Linked DNA regions of Ovis aries: region 1 is linked to region 2. Evidence: chromatin contacts called from public Hi-C data. All regions are on one chromosome and are shown on one strand. Each heading gives the region's core, a stretch centred on a gene start, on an enhancer-like site or on the middle of the called end of the contact. The rest is flanking DNA. Distances are from core to core; before and after follow the strand shown.

The links. Hi-C and Micro-C count contacts between places; a contact is called where the count stands out from the background.
Region 1: a contact with region 2 is called in a Hi-C map of liver, with 4 times the contacts expected there. The contact joins two enhancer-like sites. A contact is called at or near these places in 12 of 16 Hi-C or Micro-C datasets (blood, hypothalamus, liver and 7 more).

The regions. Positions count from the first base shown.
Region 1 is chr15:51,388,430-51,394,255 of ARS-UI_Ramb_v3.0, forward strand. No RefSeq gene overlaps it. Among named protein-coding and RNA genes, the nearest start is that of FCHSD2, 37 kb to the left of the region's middle. Within about 2 kb of position 1,457, at least 20 of the 54 cell types and tissues checked have an H3K27ac peak or open chromatin away from gene starts, as enhancers often do. A contact at or near this core is called in liver, where this site is marked.
Region 2 is chr15:51,172,278-51,178,264 of ARS-UI_Ramb_v3.0, forward strand. All of the region lies in intron 8 of FCHSD2 (FCH and double SH3 domains 2), which reads right to left. Among named protein-coding and RNA genes, the nearest start is that of ATG16L2, 98 kb to the left of the region's middle. Within about 2 kb of position 3,719, at least 1 of the 54 cell types and tissues checked has an H3K27ac peak or open chromatin away from gene starts, as enhancers often do. A contact at or near this core is called in liver, where this site is marked.

The DNA.
Region 1 (5,826 bases), core at 207-2,706, 210 kb after region 2:
TTAGTGCAGTTTACTGGACCTCACAGAGATGGCTGATGTGAAGTGTTCCCTGGTGAGCCTGATCATGTCAGGGGAGATGACCGTGAGCATTAGGTGGACAGGATCCTCTGCTCCAAGCAGTGGTGGATATAAGACCATGGGAGCCCCCAAAAATGGAGACTGTGTAGCCTACATGAGGGTCCAGAGGGGTTCCTGAGGGCTGCCTCAAAGGCAGGGTTCTAAGGGCGAGTCTGATTGGGAGCCCACAGAAGGGGAGGATGAGTGGAGACTGCCTGGTTTAGGCGGAGTCCTTCCTGAGGCAGAGAGGGAGCCAGATGCATTGAAAGTTCCCCCACCAGCATTTGGGCCCCCTCAAATGAGGATTACCACCCCTCCTTCCTTCTCATTAGCAGAGGAGAAAATGAAGGCTCAGCCAAGGCTAGAGCTGAGATCTCCCAGATGGGCCCCCTAACCAGGAATCTTCGTCAAACCTGAACCAGGCGGGCTCTGGAGTCTATCCTGAGCTCCCTTTGGCTGGAGGAGTAGGCCCACCCCTGCCCTCTTGAGGCTCCTCTTGGGGAGATGGACTTTTTCATTTTGTGTGAGGTCATTCAGGCAAGCAGATTCCAGGAAGACAGATGGTGGAAATTCAGGCACAGGCAGTGAGCCTGTGGGCATCAGTCTGAAGCTGGACAGGGATCCCAGTCTCTGGGCATGGGATGAGTTGCTTGGGAGCTGGGTCTGGCTGCAGATCAGAAAACTGGACCCACCCCAGCCCAGGCCAGGCCCAAGGGTGGGTCCAAGCTAAACCTCCACACAAGGGTCCATTGTGGCCGCTCAGCCTAGCCCTGGGCTCCGCCAGCCCTTCCGGCTCCCGGAAAATGCTTCCCGTCTGGCAGCTCCAGGAGCGGCCTGTCCTTGGCCAAGGCACTGGCCCCACACCCAGGCCTCCCTTTCCCAGAGGTATCCTGACGCCAGCTGCTCAGAACCCTTGGATCTGGCTCCCATTTCACAGCCAGTGTCCTTGAGGCTCAGGGGTTGGGCAATGGCCAGAACAGTACCCCTGCACCAGAATCCAGCACTTTGGCCAATTTTTCAGCTCTCAGTGCCCACAGGAGGCAGTAGGATTTGGACTCATAGAGGGAAGGTGGCTATCCCGACATATAGCTGATAGTGGCAGAGTCTAGGTGAAATGACTGTGCCCAGGTGTTTGCCCATTCTGGACCTCTCAGGAGACATGGGCACTCTTAGTTCAGTTGTGTGGCCTTGTAAGGATCGCTGTTCCTGTGTATCTGGGCGCTGGGAGGATCACCACTGTCAATCTAGGCCTGACATTCTGAGCTTTTAAATTAGATATGGACACACTGAATAGGACGAGAAGCAGCTCTGGAATTTAAGGGTTTGACAGCCTTGCACCATCTCTGTGTGCCAGGCTGCACCAGGGCCAGAGGCTCCAGGGCTTGAGGGTTCCCAGCTCTTGCCTTGGCTGATAGCGCCACCTGGGGCCCAATCGGCGGGACCTGAGTCCAACCGGGGCTTTGCTCATTGAAGGATCTCTGTGCCTCCCTGTGGTAGGTACTAGAATAATGAAGGAATTCTGGCGCCAGACATGGGAGAGGAGGTCCCCTGAGAGTGACCACTGGGGATGAGGGGCTGGAACAAGAGGCAGTCCAGGAGTGACCAAGAGGAATTACCATCATCCCACCCCCTGCCCCCCAACACTCCTCTAGGCCAGGTCCTGGGGACTCTCAAGGAGTCAATTATGATCTCATAGATAGGGATGAGCTAGAGGTGGGAGCCCAGAGCAAGACACTTGGAGCTGAGTCTTAGAGAATGACAGTAATTTGCCTGTGAACACAACTCAAGCAACTTAGCATGCACTCAAAGGGCATTCCAGGCTCAGGGAACAGCTTGTGCAAAGGCATGGAGGGGTGAGTCTATGTGTGTAAGCTTGAGAGCGACAGAATAAGGGAGAAGAGGAAGTGCCAGGATATGAGGTCAGAAAGGTCACAGCCCTAGGTACCTGGGCCATCACAGCTTCCCCGCGGTTCCCTGTCTCCCCCACTCACCTCCTGGTTGGACCCCTGATGCTGGCAGGTACACAGTCCCTGCCTTGAACTCCAACCCCATCCCCTCTGGGTCAGGTTGTTGTTGTTGTATCATTGCTAAGTTGTGTCCAACTCTCTTGTGATCCCATGGACTGCAGCCTGCCAGGCTCCTCTGTCCATGGGATTTCCCAGGCAAGAATACTGGAATGGGTTGCCATTTCTTTCTTTAGGCGATCTTCCCGACTGAGGGATCAAACCCAAGTCTCTGGCATTGGCAGGCGGATTCTTTACCTCTGAGCCACCAGAAGCCGCTGGTTAGATTCAGTTCAGTTCAGTTCAGTCGCTCAGTCATGTCCAACTCTTTGCAACCCCATGGACTGCAGCACACCAGGCTTGCCTGTTCATCACTAACTCCCATAGTTTACTCAAACTCATGTCCATTGAGTTGGTGATGCCATCCAACCATCTCAACCTCTGTTGTCTACTTCTCTTCCTGTCTTCAATCTTTCCCAGCATCAGGGTCTTTTCCAATGAGTCAGTTCTTCACATCAGGTGGCCGGAGTATAGGAGTTTCAGCTTCTGCATCAGTCCTTCCAATGAATATTCAGGACTGATGTTAGGATTGACTGGTTGGATCTCCTTGCAGTCCAAGGGACTCTCAAGAGTCTTCTCCAACACCACAGTTCAAAAGCATCAGTTCTTCGGTGCTCAGCTCAGCTTTTATGGTCCAGCTTTCACATCCATACATGACTACTGGAAAAACTTTGACTATACAGACCTTTGTCAGTAAAATAATGTCTCTGCTTTTTAATATGCTGTCTAGGTTGGTTATAGCTCTTCTTCCAAGGAGCAAGTATCTTTTAATTTCATGTCTGCAGTCACCATCTGCAGTGATTTTGGAGCCCAGAAAAATTAAGTCTGTCACTGTTTCCATTGTTTTCCTATCTATTTGCCGTGAAGTGACGGGACCAGATTCCATGATCTTTGCTTTGTGAATGCTGAGTTTTAAGCCAACTTTTTCACTCTCCTCTTTCACTTTCATCAAGAGGCTCTTTAGTTCTTCCTCACTTTTTGCCATAAGGGTGGTGTCATCTGCCTATCTGAGGTTATTGATATTTCTCCCAGCAATCGTGATTCCAGCTTGTGCTTCATCCAGCCCAGCATTTCACATGATGTATTCTGCATAGAAGTAAGCAGGATGACAGTAGATAGCCTTGATGTACTCCTTTCCCAATTTAGAACCAGTCTGTTGCTCCATGTCTGGTTCTAACTGTTGCTTCTTGACCTGTATACAGATTTCTCAGGAGGCAGGTCAGATGGTCTGGTGATTGTGTGGGTAAGGTTACCCAGCATCAAAGGTCCTGATTCCTGAAGCCTGTCCTCTTCCTGAAGGCCGGGAGCTAGGTCAGGCTTCTCACAGGCTGATTATAGGGGACACAGTCTTGTGAGCTCTCTGGCCTCTAGGGAGCCCAGCACAGTCCTTGGATCAGGAGAAGAATCTTCAAGCAGTTGTTGAATTCTGGCCTCAGGTTCCTCAACTGTAAATTGGGCATAATCATAGCGCCTATATCATGGGGATGTGGTGAGGATTAAATGAGAAAATGCCTCTAAAGTCACTCATTAGCACCTTGCTGGCATGAGTTGATATTGGAGGTTTTTCCCCATTGTCCATCCCTCTGGGCACATTCATTCCAGAAAGGGAAGCTGAAGAGCTTCAAATCTTGGCCCCTGGGCTGCTTATCCCCAGGCTTCGGTCTCTTTTTGCCTTCCTGAACCCAGAGAGGCTCTGTTGTATACCCAGAAGGGCAATTTGTTTTTTGTGGTCCTCTCTATTTTTTTTTTTTAAGAAAATCCTCAAAAGCAAAGGGGGAAAAAGGGTACAGTGAGCATCCATATGCTGCCCTAGATTCAACAATTAATGATGTGCCTTGTTTGCCGCATTGCTTTCTCTTTCAAAAAATCTGAATCATTTGAAAATGAGTTGCAGATACCATGTCACTAGATGACACCCATACCTGAGCATAAAGCTTCTAAGATTAAGAACACTTTCTTAATCACAATCCTGAGGAAAGAATGAATAATTCCATACTATCACCTAATATCCAGTTCATATTCACATTTCTCCCAATTTTCCCCAAACATATTTTAAAATTATTTTTTCAAAGTAATTGCACCCTTTCACATTCCAACCAGCAATCTATGAGGATTCTGACTTCTACACATCCTCACCAACATTTATCATTCTACGATATTTAACATTATGGTCATCCTTGTGGGTATGATGTGATATCCCATAGCGGTTTTGATTTGCATTTCCTTGATCACTAATGATGTCAGAAATCTATTCTTGTGTTTATGGTCCACTTTTCTATTTGTTTAGCTGTCTATCTTATTTAGAAAAATGTCTAGTTAGATCTCTGCCCATTTTAAATTTTATTTCTTTTTATTATTTAACTAATAGTTTTTATATAGTCTGCCACTGCTGCTGCTAAGTCGCTTCAGTTGTGTCCAACTCTGTGCGACCCCATGGACTGCAGCCCACCAGGCTCCTCTGTCCATGGGATTTTCCAGGCAAGAGTACTGGAGTGGGGTGCCATTGCCTTCTCCAATGCATGAAAGTGAAAAGCGAAAGCGAAGTCGCTCAGTCGGGTCCGACTCTTAGCGACCCCATGGACTGCAGCCTACCAGGCTCCTCCGCCCATGGGATTTTCCAGGCAAGAGTACTGGAGTGGGGTGCTATTGCCTTCTCCATTATATAGTCTAGATTCTATATTTATCTGATGTATGATTTATAAATATTTCTCTCCATTATATAGATTGTCTTTTCATTTTTGGATGGTATCCTTTAAAACAAAAATATTTTTAATTTCGACAAATTTCAATTTGTAAAAAAAAATTTTTTTCATTTTGTTGGTTGTGTTTTTGTTACCATATCTAAGAAACCACTGCTAAATTCAAGGTCCTGAAGATTTACTGTTTTCTTTTAGGCATTTTATGCTTTTAGCTCTTAAGTTTCTGTATTTGATCTTTTAAAACTAATTTTTGTATACAGTGTGAAGGAAGCAGCTGACTGCATTCTTTTGCATGTGGCACCAAGTGTCCCAGCAACACAGAGCTGAGAGAATGAGAAATGCTGGCAGCCTGTTCCTCCCAGGAAGATACCGCAGCCCTGGACAATAGCTCTGGTCTGAAACCTGGGAGAAGCAGGGGCTCCGTGTTCTTAGCTTCACCTGTCTAGAGTGGGCTTCCGTACACTGAGCTGGTAGGGCAGGGAAAGAATGAGTCATGGCCCAAATGCTCCAGACACTAACTGTCCTTGCTAAGATTTAATAGATTTTTAAAATATTTATTTTTATTTATTTGACTGTGTCAGGTCTTAGTTGCAGCATATGGGGTCTAGTTTTCTGATAAGGGATTGAACCCAGGCCCCCTGCATTGGGAGTACAGAGTCTTAGCCACTGGACCACCAGGGAAGCCCCTAAATTTTCTTGAATAAACATCCCCTCATTTGCTATGTGCTGTGAGGGCAATTTCCAGAGAATGACACACACACATCATATATATATGATTTTGAAATATATATATAGTTATGGTTGTTCCACTGAGAAGAGGGTCTGCAGGGCTCCTCACACCACCATTCCACAAGCTGTCCATCAGCTCATTACTTTTTATTGCTGAATAGGATTCCATTGTATGTATGGGCCACAATTTGTTTATTCACTTATCCATTGATGAACATTTGGGTCATCTCCAGTTTGAGGCTATTACAAACAAAGATGCTTTGATTAATTGTGTACAA
Region 2 (5,987 bases), core at 2,469-4,968:
CTGATATTTGCTCATCCACTTACTAGCTATGTCTACATCTCTAGTCCGTTTATAAGATTAGGTGTGGGAGCTGAATGAAATAATCGATGTAAAGGATCCATATGCAGTGCCTGGAACAGAATGGACATTCTACAAAACATTAATTTCCTCCATTTTCCCTCATCCATTATTGGCAGGATTCTAAATTCATATATTCTTGCTGCTGCTAAGTCGCTTCAGTCGTGTCCAGCTCTGTGCAACCCCATAGACGGCAGCCTACCAGGCTCCCCCGTCCCTGGGATTTTCCAGGCAAGAGTACTGAAGTGGGGTGCCATTGCCTTCTCTGTCATATATTCTTACTATACAGCAATCAGAGAAAAACCACAATAGAAACAGTAAAATTAAAAAAAAGAAAGAAATTCTGTTTTGGGGAAGAAACATCAATGCAATATCTACAAAGAAATTTAAACATTCTTATTTATTTAGTATTTAGATCAGGACTCCTTAAAAATTGAAAAAAAAGAGAAAACCACTAAACAGTTGAGAAATGATTAAGTTATGATATACATAGTGACTAAAATATGCACAGCCACCAAAACAAAAACTGTGGAAACCGTGTAGACGGTAAAAAATGTATTGAACAATTTTAGGTTAAAAAAGCAGAACAAATGGAATATATACATATTAGCAACAAGGATGGGAAAATATATCAATACATCAATAATAATGAAAATAAAGGTTCTGGAGTCTTGCAAATCAACAGAGATCTTCTTCTTTTTTTTTTTTTTTTAGTTTTTTATTTTTTAAATTTTAAAATCTTTAATTCTTACATGCGTTCCCAAACATGAACACCCCTCCCACCTCCCTCCCCATAACATCTCTCTGGGTCATCCCCATGCACCAGCCCCAAGCATGCTGTATCCTGCGTCAGACATAGACTGGAGATCTTCTTAAAACCAGGGAAAATTCACACATTGAAGTCACCATTGAACTATTTTAAAGTGTGCAACTCACTGACTTTCAGTACACTCACAATGTGGTACAATCATCACTACTATCTAATTCCAGGGCATCTGCATTGCTTCCAAAAGAAACCCCATACCCATTAAGTGGTCGCACCCATTCCTACCTTTCTCTCCATCTCTGGCAACCACTAATCTACTTTATTCTTTTTTTTAAGTGGAGGAAAACTGCTACAACATTATAAATATATTGGTTTCTGTCCTACAACAACTCAAACCAGCCACAATTATATACATATACATATCTATCTATCTATCTCACCTGTCTCTTGGGTCTCCCTCCCCTCCCCCACCCCTCCCCTCTAGAACACCACAGAGTACCTTGCTGGGCTCCCTGTGTTATACAGCAACTTCTCACCAACCATCTGTTTTATACATGGTAGTGTATAGAGAGCTATACTACTTTCTCCATTCATCCCACTCTCTCCTTCCCCCACTATGTCCACAAGTCTGTTCTCTGTATCTTTGACTAAGCTACTTTCTAACTCAATAAATTTCCCTCTTCCGGACATTTCATATAAATGGAATCACATGATATGTGGTTTTTTTGTGCCAGCCTCTTTTAACATATTTTCAAGGTTCATCAATGAATTAGTACATCATTTTACAGCTTCCCTGATAGCTCAGTTGGTAAAGAATCAGCTTACAATGCAGGAGATCCCGGTTCAATTCCTAGGGTCGGGAAGATCCCGGGGAAAAGGGATAGCTTACCCACTCCAGTATTCTCGGGCTTCCCTTGTGGCTCAGCTGGTAAAGAATCCCCCTGCAATGTGGGAGACCTGGGTCCAATCCCTGGGTTGGGAAGATTCCCTGAAGAAGAGAAAGGCTACCCACTCCAATATTCTGGCCTGGAGAATTCCATGGACTGTATGGTCCATGGGGTTGCAAAGAGCTGGACATGACTGAGCGACTTTCACTTGATGGCTGAAAAATATTACATTTTATGGATATGCCACATTTTGTTTATTTATTCATTAGTTGGTGAATCTTCGGGTTGTTTTCACTTTTTAGCTATTATGAATAATGCTCTGTGGACATCTGTGTACAAGTTTTTGCTTGACACCTGTTTCCAATTCTCTTGGGTTTATAATTAGTAGTGGAATTGCTGGGTCTCCCGATAGAAATTCTATGTCTAACTATTTAAGGAACAGACAATCTGTTTTCCACAGTGGCTGCACCGTTTTACATCCCCATTAGCAATATATAAAGGTTCCAGTTTCTCCACAATCTCAACAACATCTGCTATTTTCTGTTTTGTTTTGTTTTTTAATTATTCAAACTGCCCTAGTGGTATCTCACTGTAGTTTTGATTTTGCATTTCTCTAATGACTAATGGTGTTGAGCGTCTTTTCAAGTGCTTATTGGCCATGTGTATATATTCTCTGAAGAAAAGTCTACTCAAGTCCTATACACACTTTTCCAAAACTTTTCATCTTATATTGGAGTATAGCCAACTAACAATGTTGCGATGGTTCCAGGTGGACAGCAAAGTGACTCAACCATACATATACATGTATCCATTCTCCCCTAGATTCCTCTCCCATCCAGGCTGTCACGTAACATTGAGCAAAACAGCCCTGTGCTACAGGATAGGATCTTATTGGTTATCCATTTAAAATATAACAGTTTCCACTCATTTCTACAATTGGTGTTGTCTTTTTGTTGTTGAGTTGTAAGAGTTCTTTATATATTTAGGTACTATTTATATATTTGGGCTTCCCAGGTGGCACTAGTGGTAAAGAACCTGCCTGTCAATGCAGGAGAAGTAAGAGACAAGGGTTCGATCCCTGGGTGGGGAAGATCTCCTGGAGGAAGTCATGGCAACCCACTCCAGTATTCTTGCCTGGAAAATCCCATGGACAGAGGAGCCTGGTCGGCTACTGTCCATAGGGTTGCAAAGAGTTGAACATGGCTGAAATTACTTAGCACTTATTTATATATTTGGATACATATATATTACTAGATGGACCTCCCCAATGGCTCAGAGGGTAAAGAATCCATCTGCAATGCAGGAGACACAGGAGGCTCAGGTTTGATCCCTGGATCAGGAAGATTTTCTGGAGAAGGAAATGGCAACCCACTCCAGTCTTCTTGCCTGACAAATTCCATGGACAGAGGTGCCTAGAGGGCTACCGTCCGAAGAGTTGCAGAGCTGGACACAACTGAGCGACTAAGTACATCTTACTAGATATATGATTTTCAAATATATTCTCCCACTTTGTGGGCTACCCTTTTACTCTATCAATAGTGTCTTTTGATGTACAAAAGTTTTAAATTTTGTTGCGGCCTAATTTATTTTTTTCACTTGTGTTTTGGTGCTATATCTAAGAATTCTCAATGGAGGTTTTATAGTAAGGAAAAATATTGTTTCTTACTTTGGTTATTTAATTAAACATTTACTATAAAACTGACTTAAAACCACAAATTGCGTCCTCAAAGCAGTAATACAACTGCACGTTCCATTGTGCTTAAACCACTAGATGGCACCAGCAAGCACTATAAATATAGACAGTACAAATTCCTTAAGATTTCTTTCCATGAGGTTATTATGTAACATCCCCAGAGAGACTGCTGGTGTTAAGTCTGAATAATAATTCTTACCTTACAACTACTTTTCATGAACTTATTAAAAAATGAACATACAACTGATATGAGGTTTTTGCTTTAGAAATGCTCTTGGTAGATGGTCATAACCTTGTGTTTGCAGGAAACCACTGCAGCATTTTATTGAACATAGCAAAGGGCAATACAGGCATCATGCGGTGCCACCCCCAGAGTTTCCAAGTAGATTGGGGGTGGGGCCTGAGAATTTGTACTTTCTAACAACTTGCTGCTGGTGGTCTGGGGACCATACTTTGACAACCACTGGACTAAATGAAGAGTCATTTTAGCTGATTATGTTGAATATTTACATAGACTTAGATCCTGGTGACCCTGTGACTCCAGCACAGTGACTGGAGGTAGAAGTCCATCGTGAATGGGGTCAATAGCACCAATATATCAATTAGGCAGAGGAGCAACTGAGAACCATGCTCTACTTCAGAGTTATAAAGGCAGCATGGGAAAGAACTTGAGTTCTGAAAATAAGCTGGGTATGGGTTAGAATCTCAGAACTTTTACTTCATCATTTTGAAGGTTCTCTCTTCTATAAATAGGGAAAGTGGGAATACCACATACTCCATGGGACACTGTAAAGATCAACTAATGCAAGGAAATGGCACAGTGTTAGTCTCCTTTTTTGCTTTGCTTAAAAATCTTCAGTGGACTGGCTACATATTGATAATCATTAAAGCTGAGTAATGAATACATGGGGGTCATTCCATTACTATTTTTACTTTGGTGTATATGGGAAATTTTCCATAAAAAAGAAAATCTGAATACCAGACTAGAAAGAAAAAGTGGTGCTATCAGCCAAAATTTTAAGCTCCCACTATACATTGTGAAAAGTTAAAATTCTTTAGCTGGTATCTAAGATCCTTTATAATCTAGTCCCAAACTACCTCTCATCAGTATCATCTCTCATCACTGTTGTCTGTACTGTACTCATATCCAAACCACAAGTCATTCTGGAAAATGATATTTACTATCACGTTTCCAATTAAGTTATTCTCTTAGCCTGCAATGTCATTCCCCTTTTCTCACCTACTCAAATAGTAATAATGATGGCTAACAGGCAACTAATATTTATTAATGGCTTACTAATGTTGCAAATGCTTTACAAAACTGATTTAACCAGTTCCTCCTTAGTGTTTCTATAATTTGTATATTGCATGGGTGTTACTGCAAGTCATGGATTAAGTCTTTTTCAGGCACAGAGCCTGGCAGATAGCAGATGCTCAAAGATATTTATAGAATAAATGAAAGAATACTTTACTCTATAGAGTTTAATATAGCAACAAAAATGCCCTGAATTAGACAGCTTATAGGCAAGCTCTGCGTGTGTGTTTGTGTGTGTGTGTGTATGCGCGTGCACGTGCACCCATGTGCACACACACGGAGTTGCTCACTTATGTTCAACTCTTTGCAACCCTATGGACTATAGCCTGCCAGGCTCCTCTGTCCGTGTAATTTTTTGGCAAGAATACTGGAGTGGTTTGCCATTTCCTACTCCAGGGGATATTCCCAACCCAGGGACTGAACCTGGAGTCTCTTGCGTCTCCTGCATTGGCAGGCGAATTCTTTACCACTGCGCCACCTTGGAAGCCCACAGGCAAGTTATTCTCACTGTATTCCAGTTAAGAGAAAAACGTACCATTAATCATGTACCAAACACAGTATAGGCATCTCTTGGCTTCAGCAATTCAAACGAGGCTTAACGAATTTACATTAGGTAGGAGGTGGGTCAAGTGATTGAAAGTCTCTTCTAGCAGACAGAGATTAAATCATCATGTTCCCCAGAATATGATGAGAATATTCAGAATTCTGGGAACCCTACCAGAACTCCCCAAATTTTATAGGGTTACAGAATTCATTAACTTACCCATGTGCCAATTTTTCTGGTTGATAAGAATAAGATAGCTGGAGGCCTTCTGGCCTAGGTGTATTATTGCTCATGTTCATAAAGTTAATGCAGGAGGTATAAAAATTAAGAAATGGTTAGAATTCAAAGCAAAAGAAGTGGATGATTACCCCTTGACTGGCTCTACCCCTGCCTCAAGTTAACTGCAATTGTTTGAACCAGTGATGGTGCTGAGAGATGAAGTTCAAAGCAATTCTGGGTAGTACTATCTCAACCTGGTTTGCGTTTAGTAGGTAGATTGTATATATGGACTTTGATAAAAATCCAATAGTTAAAAAGAATTAGTTCCCTAAAACAGAATGAAATACTGGGAAACAAAGGACAGAGCTTGAAAATGCTTTATAAAAACTCTTTCATCACAGTACTTATCCTTATCACACAGAGTACTTTATCGCTATCTATCATAGTACTTAGTAAGTATATCATTTGGATTATTGCTGCAATCTCCTATTCCTCGGCATACAGCT